Regions from separate parts of the Gossypium hirsutum genome. Here region 1 is linked to region 2. A link is a contact called in public Hi-C data. All regions are on one chromosome and are shown on one strand. Each heading gives the region's core, a stretch centred on a gene start, on an enhancer-like site or on the middle of the called end of the contact. The rest is flanking DNA. Distances are from core to core; before and after follow the strand shown. Region 1 has its middle 24 kb from the start of LOC121222386. Region 2 holds the start of LOC121222384.

Region 1 (6,443 bases), core at 102-2,601, 59 kb after region 2:
ACATTATAAATATTTTTAAAATGTTCTAATAGCATTTTTAATTTAAACCTTAGACCATAAATAATTATAATTATTTTGAAATATAAAATAAAATATTTATTAGCTAAAGTTAGGTCTTTATACCATGAACCCTTTTGAATAATATTGTGGTCTTTCAACATAACTTTTTTTTTTTGAGAAAATGCTTAGCGTCAAATTTTGGAAATACAATATTCGTTCTAAATTTTATAATACACGAAAATATTTTATATTAAAAATATATTTATAAATATACTTGGTGAAATGATAAGAGATTTTTATATAATTTATTAGTCTTGTATTTGATTCTTAAATAATGTTTTTTAGTTATTTTATTTAAAATTATATAAAATTATGATCTTTTTAATAATATTAATTATCCTTTAAAATAATGGTATTTTCGTAACTTCGCAATTGAATTGGTGTCAAGTTAACTTGTAACACTAGTCATTTCATACAAGGAGAAGTTAGAAAAGTTTTTTAAGGGGACCGAAATTAAATTTTAATTTTTATGATAGTAAAAATATAATTTCACCATTTTGATAGTCTATATTTTTATAATTTTTAAAAAATTAAATCAAATTTTTATCATATTTAGAAAGTTAATTTAAAATTTTAAAAAAAATTTAAAGAGAAGATTAACTTAGTTCTCACTTTGAAATTCTCCATCTTACTTTTCTAAAACAGTTAATCTTATCCGACACTCCAAGATTCCTTATTAACGATTACTATGTTTTAATTTTACTTTAAAGATTTGTTTTTCTTTATTTTAATTTGTTATATCCATTCTTCTAATGAAATTTTTATTTTGTTATAAATATAAATATACAAAAATAGTTATTTAACTATTCAGTTGGTTTTATTTTCGTCACTAAATTATTAATTTTTTATTTAATTTTCGAAAGTAAATATTATACTCGTTAACTTAGTAACAACAGTCTAACAAATTTAGCCATCAAATGTTTACACATTCTATCAATTTGATCTTAAATCCAAAAAATTCAACAAATTTAGAACTCAATGTTTACAAAATTTGTTATTTTAATTTTAATTCTAACAATTATCAAATAATTTTAAAAATATTAAAAATAATTTTATATTAATTTTTAAAAATTGTATTTAATTTTTCTCATCAACCATGCTCATTTTCTCACCAATCAAACATGTGGGAAACTCAATGAGTAAAGCTATTTTTTATTCAAACCCAGAAAAATGGTTGGAAGTTTAGACATAGAATGAAATTTGGATCATTACTGTTGAGTCCCTGAAAACCAAATTTAATAAGTTAAGTGGGCTTTCTGTATAGAATTTAATAATATTAAAAATCATCCAAGAAAGTTTTGCATACGGGTCCATGTTGCAACTATTTGTGTCATTGGGCCAATTTAGCTTAATTAGTATATGGTCCAACAAACTTATTCTTCATTTTTTATTTAATTATTTAATTTAATCAATTACCACTGAGCTTCAGTTTTGCAGACAATATATCTATCATCCTCTAACCTTTGTATGCTTCATACCATCAGCAATCAATTATTAAATTTAATTAATTAATAAAAGATAATTTAATGAATTAAATACTTTTATAAAAAATATTGTATATTTTAATGGTTGTTTTTTTAATCAATGAGATAAATAAAAAATATAAAATTTTAATCATGATTTTTTTAATGATAGTTTAACCTTTGTAAATTAGTAAATGAGAATGTTATATTTTATAAGAAATCTCTTTTATTTGATTACTATAAAAGGGATTACCTTCCCAGACATTCAAGTTCATAAGTTTAGAAATTCAAAATTTGATAACTTTCTCCAAAATCTCAAGGAAGGAATCTCTAAAGAAGTAAAAATATTCGAAAGAAAAAAAAAACTTAAAAATGCCACATCAATTCTGAAGAAAACTACTTTCTAATCTTGTTCAATCGACGAAAAAGAGAGAGCTAAATTCGTTCTTTAAGTAGAATCTTTCATCCAAGATCAAGTCTTTATGATCATTGGATAAATGCTCACCTCAATTCGGTTGTATCAACAGAAAGTAGGTTAAATATGTTTTTCAATATTAGACCCTAAAAGGCCCTTAAAGTAGAAATCTCCATCTAAGATCAAGTCTCAAATACCCTTGGATAAAGCTTTCTCAATCCCATTGAATCAACACAAAAAAATAAAATAAAAATATAACTTGTTATTCAAGATCAAGTTTTTATAACCTTTCAAACGAACTTCATTGGTCCAAGATCAAGTCTTGAAAACACTTGAATCAATTCTCAAGTAAGCAACTTTCCATATTTGTATTCAAGATCAAGTTTTGACGAGTCTTAGTGACCACATCCATTCAAAATCGAGTCTAGACAATCCTTAGATCGAAACTTCATTAAAAAGAAGAGTCAAAAGATATATCAAGAGGTTCTAAGTCAAATTCTATAAATAAAAATCTTTTATTTGTTCCAATTTTCCAGTCTTTTTTTGCCTAAAATTTTTTGTATACAAATTTTTTGCACACCTAATGAGATCATCTCTGTCATTCATTTATTTTCTTCAAAAACCAAACTCATCAAAGTTCACAGATGCTCATTATCAAAGTTGGACATTATGGCTGCGATGACAACTAGCAATCTACGATGACAACTAGCAATTTTTTCATTGTATAGAAGTTGTGGAATTCATTGCATCAAGTTAAAAGAAAGGATTATCAACTTGTTTTCACGAGGCACAAATCAAAAGCTTAAGTAGATGCAACCAATCACATGCAAGTGAAACTCATTAACAAATTCTTTAAAAAGTTGGTCAAATTTCTACCAAGACTATTAAAAAAGGACTTCAAAACGTTTCTTTATGTCAGCTCAAAGAGCTTATTAAGGAATCTAATCAAGGATCAAGTCAAAAGTGTTTCTCCACATTTATACACATTTGCAAAGCCATATGCTCAAAGGATTTTGATCGATTGGGGATGCTTGAAAATTATCAACCTCTAAAATACCAACAGGTTGATGGAAATCCACATCTATATGTTGCTCACTTTGTGGGAACTTGCAACAACATCAAAATGATGGAGATCTCATGGTAAAGTAATTTATTTAATCATTAAAATGAACTGCCTTTGATAAGTAATCTGATCTTATGCCTTGGATGATTAATATCTAAGAATAATTTAAGCGAGAATTTCTCAATCGATTCTATAACACTCACCACAAAGTCAACACAATTAAAATCACACATTCACGCTAATGAAAGGATGAGCCAATCATCGATTACATTCACTATTAGAGGAACTTAAGTTTGAGTTGTAAGAACACTTTGCCAGAGTCTTTTAACATTTACATTTGCATACAAGGCATGAATCGGGCTTGTCCTATATTCTCCAAGGCATCAAGCGAAAATATTTTAAAGAATTAGCCATCCAAGCTCACATCATGGAACCAAAAATGTCAACTACCAAAAATCTATAACCTCATTAGTAAGAAATTCACAATGGTGCAAAATTTTAGCTAGTAATAAAGGTATTGATCAACCCATAATTGTAAAATGAGACTCCTAAGCATGATCTTAAACTATTTATCACTCTTAAGCACAAGATTAAACCACTCATCCAAAAAAAATATTGAACGACATCATTATTTGGTCCTTCAAGAAAAAAATGGTGCATACACAACCTAGTTTCATTGCTAAGTTTAGTCCAAAGAAAAAAAATCTTGATGGCATCCTTTAAAGATGGAAAAAATTTTGGCAGCAGAAGTAACTAAAGTTTCAATACTTGCCCACTTCTTATCAACAAAAACAATTTAAGTGACCAAGTTTTGATGGGGAATTGAAGAAGAGTTTTGGACAAATCAAAGTTCATCATGTATCATTGTTATTTATCTCTTATTTAAATCATTTTAGAGTTATTTTAGAAATTCAATATATTCTTTAAGGATTATTTTATTTCTAATTAATTTAAATTAATATGAGATAAATAATAAATAAAAGATTTTAATCCTTGTAGATCACACAAATGAAGAAAATATATTCCACAAGAAGTCTATTTACTTAACTAGAAGGAGATTACCTCCAAACCATTCAACATAACTTAACAACTTTAGGAGTTTGGAAGTTTATACATCGAAGCCTGAAGAGAAGATTTTGAAGACAAAAGCTTTCTAAAAATTCTAAAAAAAATCTTTGAGGAAATCAAATTTTTTTTAAATGTTGCTTCAGTTTTAAAGGAAATTGTTCTTTGATCTTATTCGACAGAAAAAAATGCTAAATCCATTTTCAAGATGAAGACTAAAAGGCCCTTTAAGCGGAAGCAACTATCTAGTATTAAGTCTTGAAGAACATTGGATAAAAGCTTTTATAATTTGATTACACCAACAAAAAAGAGATAAAACTCATTCTTCAAGTCTAGAAGGCCTTTGAAGCGGAATCATCCATCCACTATAAAGTCTCAAAGACCCTTGGATAAAAACTCTCCCCAATTGTCTTGCATTAATAGAAAATAAAGCTAAACCAAGGTAGTTAGTATTGCACCTGTAGGTGCACCATTTTTCTACTAGAACTGTAACAGCCCGTTTTTCAGGGGTGCTGAAAATAGTGGTTTTAGGACCACAATTCCGACGAGTGAGTTCATAAATATAACTATTTAATATTTATGAGTTAAATATAATAAGATAGTGAATCCTGATTCGATAAAATTGTTAATTGGTCAGTTAGACACAATACAAGTGGTTAGTATCGAAAGTCAGTGGTTTTGGAAAATAAGGTATTGAGACTTTATTTTTGTAAGTCGAGCTCTTAAATATTTCCATTAAATATTTCAAAGCTATTATATAGGTGAATTGAGGTTTGGTCTGAAAGTTTTGGTGTTTAAATAGTTAATTAAGGAAAAAAGACTAAATCGTAAAAGTTGAATTCTATTGAATTATATTCCCTAAAAGGGTAGATGATAATTATTGTAAGTGTTTAAGTGGTAATTATCCACTTTTGAAGATAAATGGATGGTTGTGGCTTGGTAAAATTGTAATTTATATTAAAAAATTATAAACTAAAAATTATAATTAAAGTAAAACAAATAAGTGTCATCATCATCCATTTTCATTTCTTTCTTTCTCAAACCGAAACTAAAAGCACCAAGGAAGCCATTTTTGTAGGCTTACATTTGGCCAAGCTTAAGGTTCTTGCATGGTGAGCTTTTTCAATCCTGTTTTTAGTAAATTTTATGTTTTTGAGATTGTTGTAACTTGATTTAGCTAAATCGTACCTCCATTTTTAAAACTGTTAAAGATTTTAAAAGTTACCATTAATGGTTTTTAAGCTTTTTGAATGGTAAATGATAGATTTGTAGGATTGGAATTGTTTAAGGAATATTTGTTAAGTGATTTTTGTTAGTTTTACATTTAGGAACTAAAATGAGAAATTAATGAAATTGACATGAAATTTATGTAAATTTAGAGTTTATAGGGTTGTAAAAGGATATAATTGAAACCAGAATGAAAAATGAAGTCCACGTGTGAAAGATATGATAGTCTTGATTTTAAGGACTTAATTGAATAAAATGTAAAAGTTTAAGAAAATAGTGTAAAATAAAATTAAAATTTCATATACATATATTGGAGTGTTATAATGTAATTGGAATTGATAATTTGAATTTAACTATCATATAGATCAAAGATCAGATCAAGTTATTGATAATCGGGAAAAAGGAAAAACTGCAGAATAGTCCTTACATTTCAGTTTGTTAATCGATTGTCTTAGGTAAGTTCATACAGTTTTTAGTCATTATAAATTTTGATTAATTGTGTTATAAATACTTATATATATTTAATAAATCTTGAATGAAATGGCATTGATATAGAAATTGAGTTTGGGCTTAAATGAAAGGTATTTTGATATGTATGGGATAATTAAACTATGTCTAGAGTATTTCACGATATTGAGATGAATTTGATATATGCCTTAGTATTGGAAGTGTTGTGATGACATGAATGTCCTAAATCCTGAATAAGTGCTCTTGATAGTACTTTCGTACTCTTGATAGCACATTTGTGCTCCTGTTGGCACTACGGTGCTCCTGATAGCATATTCATGCTTTTGTTTGCAATTATGATGTCCTGACTATACATTTGTGCCCAGTTATGCACTCTGGTGTCTTGTTTGCACTTCGGTGCTCCTGTATGCACTTTCTTGCCCTATTTATCACCTCGGTGTATCTTGATATTGTAACTCGTGTATCCAAACTCTTTTACTATTGTTCATCGAGCTGTCTTGATTAATAAAAGAAGTGAATGACTAGATGACTTGAATATGTATTGATACTTGGATTGATTTGAATGAAATGTGTTATTGATTGTCTTGTTACACGAGTATATGAAAGACTCACCTGATTCTTGTGAAATGAAATACCATGTTCCATAAATACATAATTATATAATTGTATTTTTGTTTGATAA
Region 2 (7,335 bases), core at 1,007-3,506:
CCACTAGTTTCCTACAACCCTATCTTAGACGGTCATCGATTCATGTTTCTCAGAGGCGATACCTGGAACCTCCTCTATCCAGAACTCAGAACACTGTCGTCTAAGACCCTCCTGGGTCAGCAAGTGAGCCACTTTGTTTCCCTCTTGTGCTGCATGTAACAGCTCAACCTAAATCCTGCTCCAATTTGCTTTCCATCTTTAATCAGCGCGCTCACACATGATCTCGAAATCCCAGTTCTTCAGCAAAGCGTAGAGCTTGGACCGCTGCCTCCCCTTCTACCACAAAAGAATCAGGAACATGGTTATTCACTTGAAACCACGCTGCCAAAATCTCTCCTCTATCTCGAATGATTATTCCTGAACTAGACTTTTGTCTTTCTGAAATGCTGCATCGAAATTGATTTTGACGCACGGATCCGCCGGTGGTTTCCATGTTACTGACCACGAGTTCTTATTACAAGCGTTTGGTCCTGGCCAATCATATGCAGTTCTGCTACATGCGCTCTCACAAAGGTAACAACGACTCCATAGATTGGGTAATAGATTCATGAACTAATTTGTTTCTAGAATTCCACAGTGCCTATATTGTAACACAGAGGTACTGCTTAATGTTGGACCCCCTCCCCTGTAAAAATAGCTGAACCAATCAACTAACTCGCTATCGTCCATCTGTGCAGGCCAAGAAATACCCACTTCCTCCCATACATTGCGAGTGAAACAACAATTCCTCACTACATGCACACTTGATTCAGGACATAGGTGGCATCTTGGACATAGCGGGCTTGAAGCAATCCTTAGATTGTATAAGTTATCCATAATCGGAATAAAATTCCTAACAAGTCTCGAGCAAGTAATCTTTATTTTTGGTGGGATTTGTATTGCCCATAAGGCCTTGTAATTGAAATTCATACGCTGGTCCTGTAGAGTAGAAGCAATAGGATCAAAATTATCTGATGCGATCAACTTGTAGCCACTCCATACCGAGTAGATTCCAGTGTTTGCCCCCACTCCATACTTGCACATCTTCCTGCCCTGATGCAGCAATTGAAATGCATAATACTCTCTTGACCTCTTCCTTCGAAAATAGACTTCTCACCAACAGTATATTCCATCTCCCCTCATTAGGTACTATTAAATCAGAAACCATATTGAACTCATTACTAATCTGATCAGATTGAATTCTGCAGTTTCCTACTCCTGGGAGCCAACAATCATTCAAAATTGAGATGGAGCGTCCATCACCAACCTTCCATCGGAGCCCCACCTCTAATATCCTCTGAGCGCTCCAAATACTCCACCAAGTATAAGTAGAGTTCACACCCATCTCTGCCCTTAGAAAATAAGTAGAGTAATATTTAGCTTTTAAAATGAATGCCACTAAAGAGTTGGGATTAGTCAAGAGCCTCCACCTCTGCTTGGCCAACATGGCAATATTAAACTTCCCCAAATTTTGGAATCCCATACCTCCCGTTCCCTTTGATGCACAAAGCTGAGCCCATGAGCACCAATGCATGCTCTTTTTATGACTAGATTTAGCCCACCATAAACGGCTCAAAATTCTTTCCATCTCTCGGTAGAGCAAAATGGGTAACAGAAAACAAGTCATAGCATACGTGGGAATGGACTGCAAAACTGACTTTATAAATACTCCCTTACCTCCTTGGGATAACAGCCTGCGACTCCAACTCTCCACTTTGCTGCGCATGCACTCCTTCAATCTTTGAAACGCCTCCCTCCTATGCCTCCAACCTTCGAGGATAACGCTCCAGTATGAACCTGAAAAATAATTTTATCTGAAGCCGAAGGTCATCAGTAACATTCACTCAAATAAGTAAGGCTTTTATCAAAATTCACACATTGACCTGAACAACGTTGATAATCTTCTATGATATCCTTAATATTCGATGGCCTTATCACCGTAGCCTTACAAAACTCTTATGCAAAAAGCAAGTGAGTTAACCTTGGTCCACCATGACAAACACGAGTACCCGAGATTCTTCCTTCCTCTTTCGCTAAATTGAACAACATAGAGAACCCTTCACTACAAATCAAAAATAGATAAAGACTCAATGGGGACTCAACGGTTCTTCCTGTCAAAGACCTCTTGTAGGTAAGAACATCTCCCCCCTCTTTCCATTAAGAACAACAAAGTATGTCACCGTAATAGTGCAATGCATTATCATATCAACAACGGAATCAAGAAACCCCACTTGGTGCAACATTGCCTCCACAAAAGATCATTCCACCAGATCATATGCTTTGCATGTGTCTAATTTCAAGGCAAAGGTAGATTCTCTTTTTTACTATAAGAGTAGCATCTCAAACAATTAAAATATTATCCAAGATTATTCTCCCAGTGATAAAAGCACTCTACACCCAATCAATACATTACAGGAGAACACCTTGTAATCTATTGGCGATAACCTTAAAAATAATTTTATAGGTTCATAATTCACGGACAAGAAATCTTAAGGATCAATACAATGTTCATATAGTTTGTGTTAGCAATTTTGGTTTAAAAAACGGTTTTTAGTCATAGCAGAAGCTTAAAATTTTTGAAATTTGAGTTGGTTTGTGATATTTATAACAGTAAATTTTTTTCTGAAAATACTTATGCTTTGTATGAGATGAATTTAAAGGGTTTTAAATTTTCAACCGAATGACTTTCTCCGTTATCTTCTTACCCAGAATTGTGTCGAGTGTGGGCTCAAGCAACAAGAATCAAACACAGAATAAGAAACAATTTAATTATTTTCAGTAGTAAAGTAATTCTCTCAAATAAAACCGATAAAAATTATAATTCTCAAAAAATAGAATTTATACTTAGAAAATAATTTACCATTACTTTTTGCCAATATAACAATATATGAAACTTGTGTGTAAAAACTTGTTAATAGATCTATTTATAGGGAGAGATAAGAGAATCCTGGTTGAATAAGTATAATATAAATAATATTTATTTAACAGAAAAGCATTCTCTTAATCTAACTAGAAGAGGTGGGGCCCTCACACAAAAATGAGAGGAATTAGATCTCATGTATTAGGTCCAATTATATGTATTTCTTAAACTTTTGAGATCCAGTATTTTATAATTTAATTCAACTCAATATTTGTTTTTTATTCTCAAAATAAATACTATTTGATTAATTAATTTAATTAACTAAATAATCTATGAGGAAATATATTTATTTTTCATATTCAATAGATTTATAATGAGTAATTAATTTAATTTTGTTTTCGAACTACAATTATTTAATTGTAATTAATTAAATAATAATTCGAAAATCTTCAACTAATTCTCAAGTCAATCTTATACTCAGTGAGAAAACGCATTCATTTGTGAATGTGACCCATTTCTCTAGCTTCATAATTTTGATTCATCCATGTCTTTTTAGTTCTATATGCAATTCATTTATGGTTTCAACGAGCTAACGGATGGACAAATTAGACATATATAATTACAGTTCAAATGATTTATAATTAAGTTTCATATTTTCACCTATTAATTATAAACTCATTTAGTCACGAAGTCATTCCACTATAGTATCGTGACTAAGCTCTCCCTAATTACATATCATTTCGAAAGTTATTTAATTAGTGCTCGTCCAATGACCTTATCATAAGTGTTACCCTTATAAGATATCCTTAATTTATTGTGGATAAATTCGTTCTCCCAATATGATTATATTTTATCTCACTATAGCTACTACATCTTCATGAAAAGTCAATTATTATCAAATAGTAATAAAGTCATTTATCACAAAGACAAACGACCCATGGTCACATTTATTTTTCATCTGCCATATAATGCCAATGAGAGAATATCATTTTATCTTTAGTTGGGCTATGAATTCCTCTATTGTGAATGATGCTACATACTGTAGAAATAGTATGCCCAACACACCAGTTTTTGGTTCTTTATCTATTTGAACTCAAACTTTTACGTACACCAAAGTATACGAATCATGCATACATAGTCCATCATTCATTCAGGATTAAGGTATGTCACACAATTAATGTCACAAGTGAATAAATTCATAAACGGATCTAGAATCTATTCTGCTTGGTTCATGTCTGATGTACTATCCATTCAGTTAGTCACATCAATGTCTCTATCTTTTGGGCGTCATCTGCTCTGATGCTCATAACAAAACATATTCCCAATTATACTTGATAGATGACATATTAGTCTTTTAATAGGATTGTTCATTCTGATTAGGCTATGGACATGTTTAGGTTCATCTACTAATACAAGTTGTCTTTTTATATTATGATTTGACCACGTAATACCATTTACTATTAGTTAAACGTTAGATAACTAATGAGTCAATATTTGCTTCCATTTTCTTTTCGTGCAAAAACATTGAAGAAAATATACCAAAGGTATCAATGTAATTAATATATATTATTATTAAATCAAGTTGTTTGAAAACTACAAGTATACACATACGAAATTACTATACTTAGGACACCAGACCCAACATTATGTCATTCAAAGAGCTAACATCATTCCCAACAATTTACCAATAGTACACTCATAATTAAACACCGCCAAACAATAAAAGCTAACATAATTCCTAAAAATTTGCCAACAGTTTTAAAAGAAAAAAGCCAGAAATCAGTCCATACTTGATGCCTTAGTAGGTGCATATCTCGGAGCGCAGCAACCACCTCTTCTACTATATATGTGGATGTCAATTTGATGTTCATATCATCATCTATACAACGTTAAACTCTCGCCAAAAGGTGATTCGTATCAGAAATCCCATTTGTGGTGAACAATTTAGAACAGTACGTTCTAACTAAACCTACTAAATCCTCGTCATCCTGGATCCAGTTCCCATTATTGTCTTCTTATCCCTCAATATTATTAATTCCCCTCCTATTTGATGCAAAGCTATGAAAAAATGTTGTACTTTTATCACATTGTTTCAGGTAATTTACCCATACTCATTGTTTCCAATATCACTCCTAATTCGCCTCAATGTTAAGAGTCAATTTCACATCAAGAGTCTCTACCAAAAATTCTCATCTGGGTTCTTCTCATTTAAACTCGCTAGGTGACATTGCAAACCCTTGATAGTTTTGACTTTATCTTTCATCAAACGTGAGCTCCAATCCGATAATCCATAACTCAACTGATTGAATCGACTCAGAATCTCACCAGTTATTAAATCCCATAGTTTACAAATTTTTAGCTCACACTCGAGTTCTAATTCCCACCATGTTTCAAATAAAAAATGTCTCTCCCGTCCTCTCAAAAATTGAGAGTATTTATTATCTGCAGTATTGATTAGAATCGGGCAATGGTTTGAGAAACTATGAGTTAAGTGTAGGTCCTTGTATTTAGAAAATCAATGCTACCAGCACGTATTTTCCACCCCTCTATCCAAACGTTCTCTGATATTATTGTCTGATAATCTCCCCTCTCCTATATAAACCATTAGCCCTTAAAACCCAAGTTACAAAGATTACATTCCTCCAACGTTTCTCGAAACTAAGCCATACCTCTTCTCTCGAGTCCTACCACCAACTTTCTTATATGAATAGACGGTTTCATTGAAATTTCCAACCACTAACCAAGAGAGAGATTGATCTTGTCTTAGATGTTTCAACAAATCCCAAGACCTCCCCCTAAATCTAGCATCTGGTTTGCTATAAAAACATGTGAATGTCCAACAAGCACCTTCCAAATCATTAGAAATAACAACATCTACATGTGAAAAAAAGAAATTGCTCAAAGTGGTTGAACAATCATTCTTCCAACTTAATGATAGACCGCCCTTAGTGCCTAGTGCTTCCACACCAATCCCATTCGTAAAACCATACCTCTATTAAACTATTTCCATTATTCTTTTATTCAATTTAATCTCCAAAAAAAAGACAATGTAGGGACGCACATGCACAACATGTGTTTTAAGCGTCGAATAGACCGTGGAGTTCCCAAACCATGAGCAGTCCAACATAATATTTTCATTGTGCCTGATAGGCCTGCATAACAATGCTGACCAATATATTATTTTGTCGCATGTAGCTTCAATGTATAACATATATTTGTAATGTTGATAGTTTATGCATGATAACTAGACCCTGAAATAATCACTTGATTTCTTTTCTTCTGTTAGGGGTTAGAAAGCATGTATAGCTTGGCACAGAAAAATATTCAATTGAAACCAATGGCTTCTGTACATAGGTTGATGGGGCTTATAATTGGAATTATTGGGGAAAATATTAAGGTGACGTATGGGGATATAATATCAATATGCATTCTTTATTAATTCTCTTTTTAATTCCTTAACCTTAAACTAAATTATGCTTTGGGTATTTCTCAGGTCGTATTGGCAAAATGCTTGAAAGGATTTGGTCCTTGGTTAGCTGTCATATTTCCATCTTCATATATTTTTGTTTGTTAGTAGTGCAATTTTAGAACCTTATATGGGGTGCTATTTCAATATATTTTTGTTCTGGCAACTATAAGATCATATCATGAAATTAAAGCTTGGATTTTCTTGTACATTCTTTTGAGATATATATCTGTATTTTCTTTTAATCAGGATGGTTGCGCATGCCATAAAGTTGTTGACTGCTGGGAGTGACCATACAAAAATGCTTTTAAATAAAGAACGTCTGAACTTGGGGGGAGAAATAGAGGGAGAAGCAGAAGATAATGGAAAAAAAAAGAAAAAAAACTTACAATAACATAAAAGAAAAAAATAAATTGCTCAAAATGAAATAATACGAGATCAATTGTGTAAATTAACCTAAAATTTTTGTTTGAAATGATGATTTAACGTGTCATGTCAGCATATCGTTACACCGTTAACGATAATTAACGGCTCAGTGACTAAAATGTTACAACGTGATAACTTAAGTGACCAAAACATAATATTTCAAACATAAGTGATTAAAATGTAACATTATATAAACAAAAGTAACTATTTTGATATTTTACCCAAAAAATACATGAAAAAGATAAAAAGGTAAAAGCATAACTACAGTGAGCCCACTCCCACTTTGCTGACCAATGAAAAATCTTATTTCAACTAGTGGCAGGTGGATTTCATCACATCGCCAGTTTGGAATCCAAATAGCTCCCCACCAGTGTGATTACACTGAAAAATCCCCCAAACACATTGAACTAGAGGGAAATGGGCACCAAAAGGAGTCATTAGTCAACCAACGGTAGAGTTATCTGAGCTAGGTTTGAAGAGTTTTTAGGCATTATTTCTATCCAAATTTAATCTAATTCAAAATATAAATTCGAATTTTGTTTAAATTTAATCATACATAAAATAGAGTAATTTGAGCCAACTCGAACAAAAGTTTAATTTTTTT

The links. A called contact is a pair of places that touch in the nucleus more often than the background predicts.
Region 1: a contact with region 2 is called in a Hi-C map of leaf, with 1.7 times the contacts expected there. The contact joins the enhancer-like site here to the promoter of LOC121222384 in region 2. A contact is called at or near these places in 7 of 34 Hi-C or Micro-C datasets (callus, hypocotyl, leaf and 2 more).

What each region holds. Positions count from the first base shown.
Region 1 is chrD10:10,545,495-10,551,937 of Gossypium_hirsutum_v2.1, forward strand. No RefSeq gene overlaps it. Among protein-coding and RNA genes, the nearest start is that of LOC121222386, 24 kb to the left of the region's middle. Within about 2 kb of position 1,352, at least 2 of the 9 cell types and tissues checked have an H3K27ac peak or open chromatin away from gene starts, as enhancers often do. A contact at or near this core is called in hypocotyl and leaf, where this site is marked.
Region 2 is chrD10:10,485,364-10,492,698 of Gossypium_hirsutum_v2.1, forward strand. It overlaps LOC121222384, which reads right to left and starts at 2,257. Exons shown (of 2, transcript XM_041103087.1): 1 at 1,863-2,257; 2 at 947-1,793. The coding sequence starts at 1,705. The coding sequence ends at 947. LOC121222385 (a long non-coding RNA gene) reads left to right here and starts at 276. Exons shown (of 2, transcript XR_005919650.1): 1 at 276-513; 2 at 678-1,074.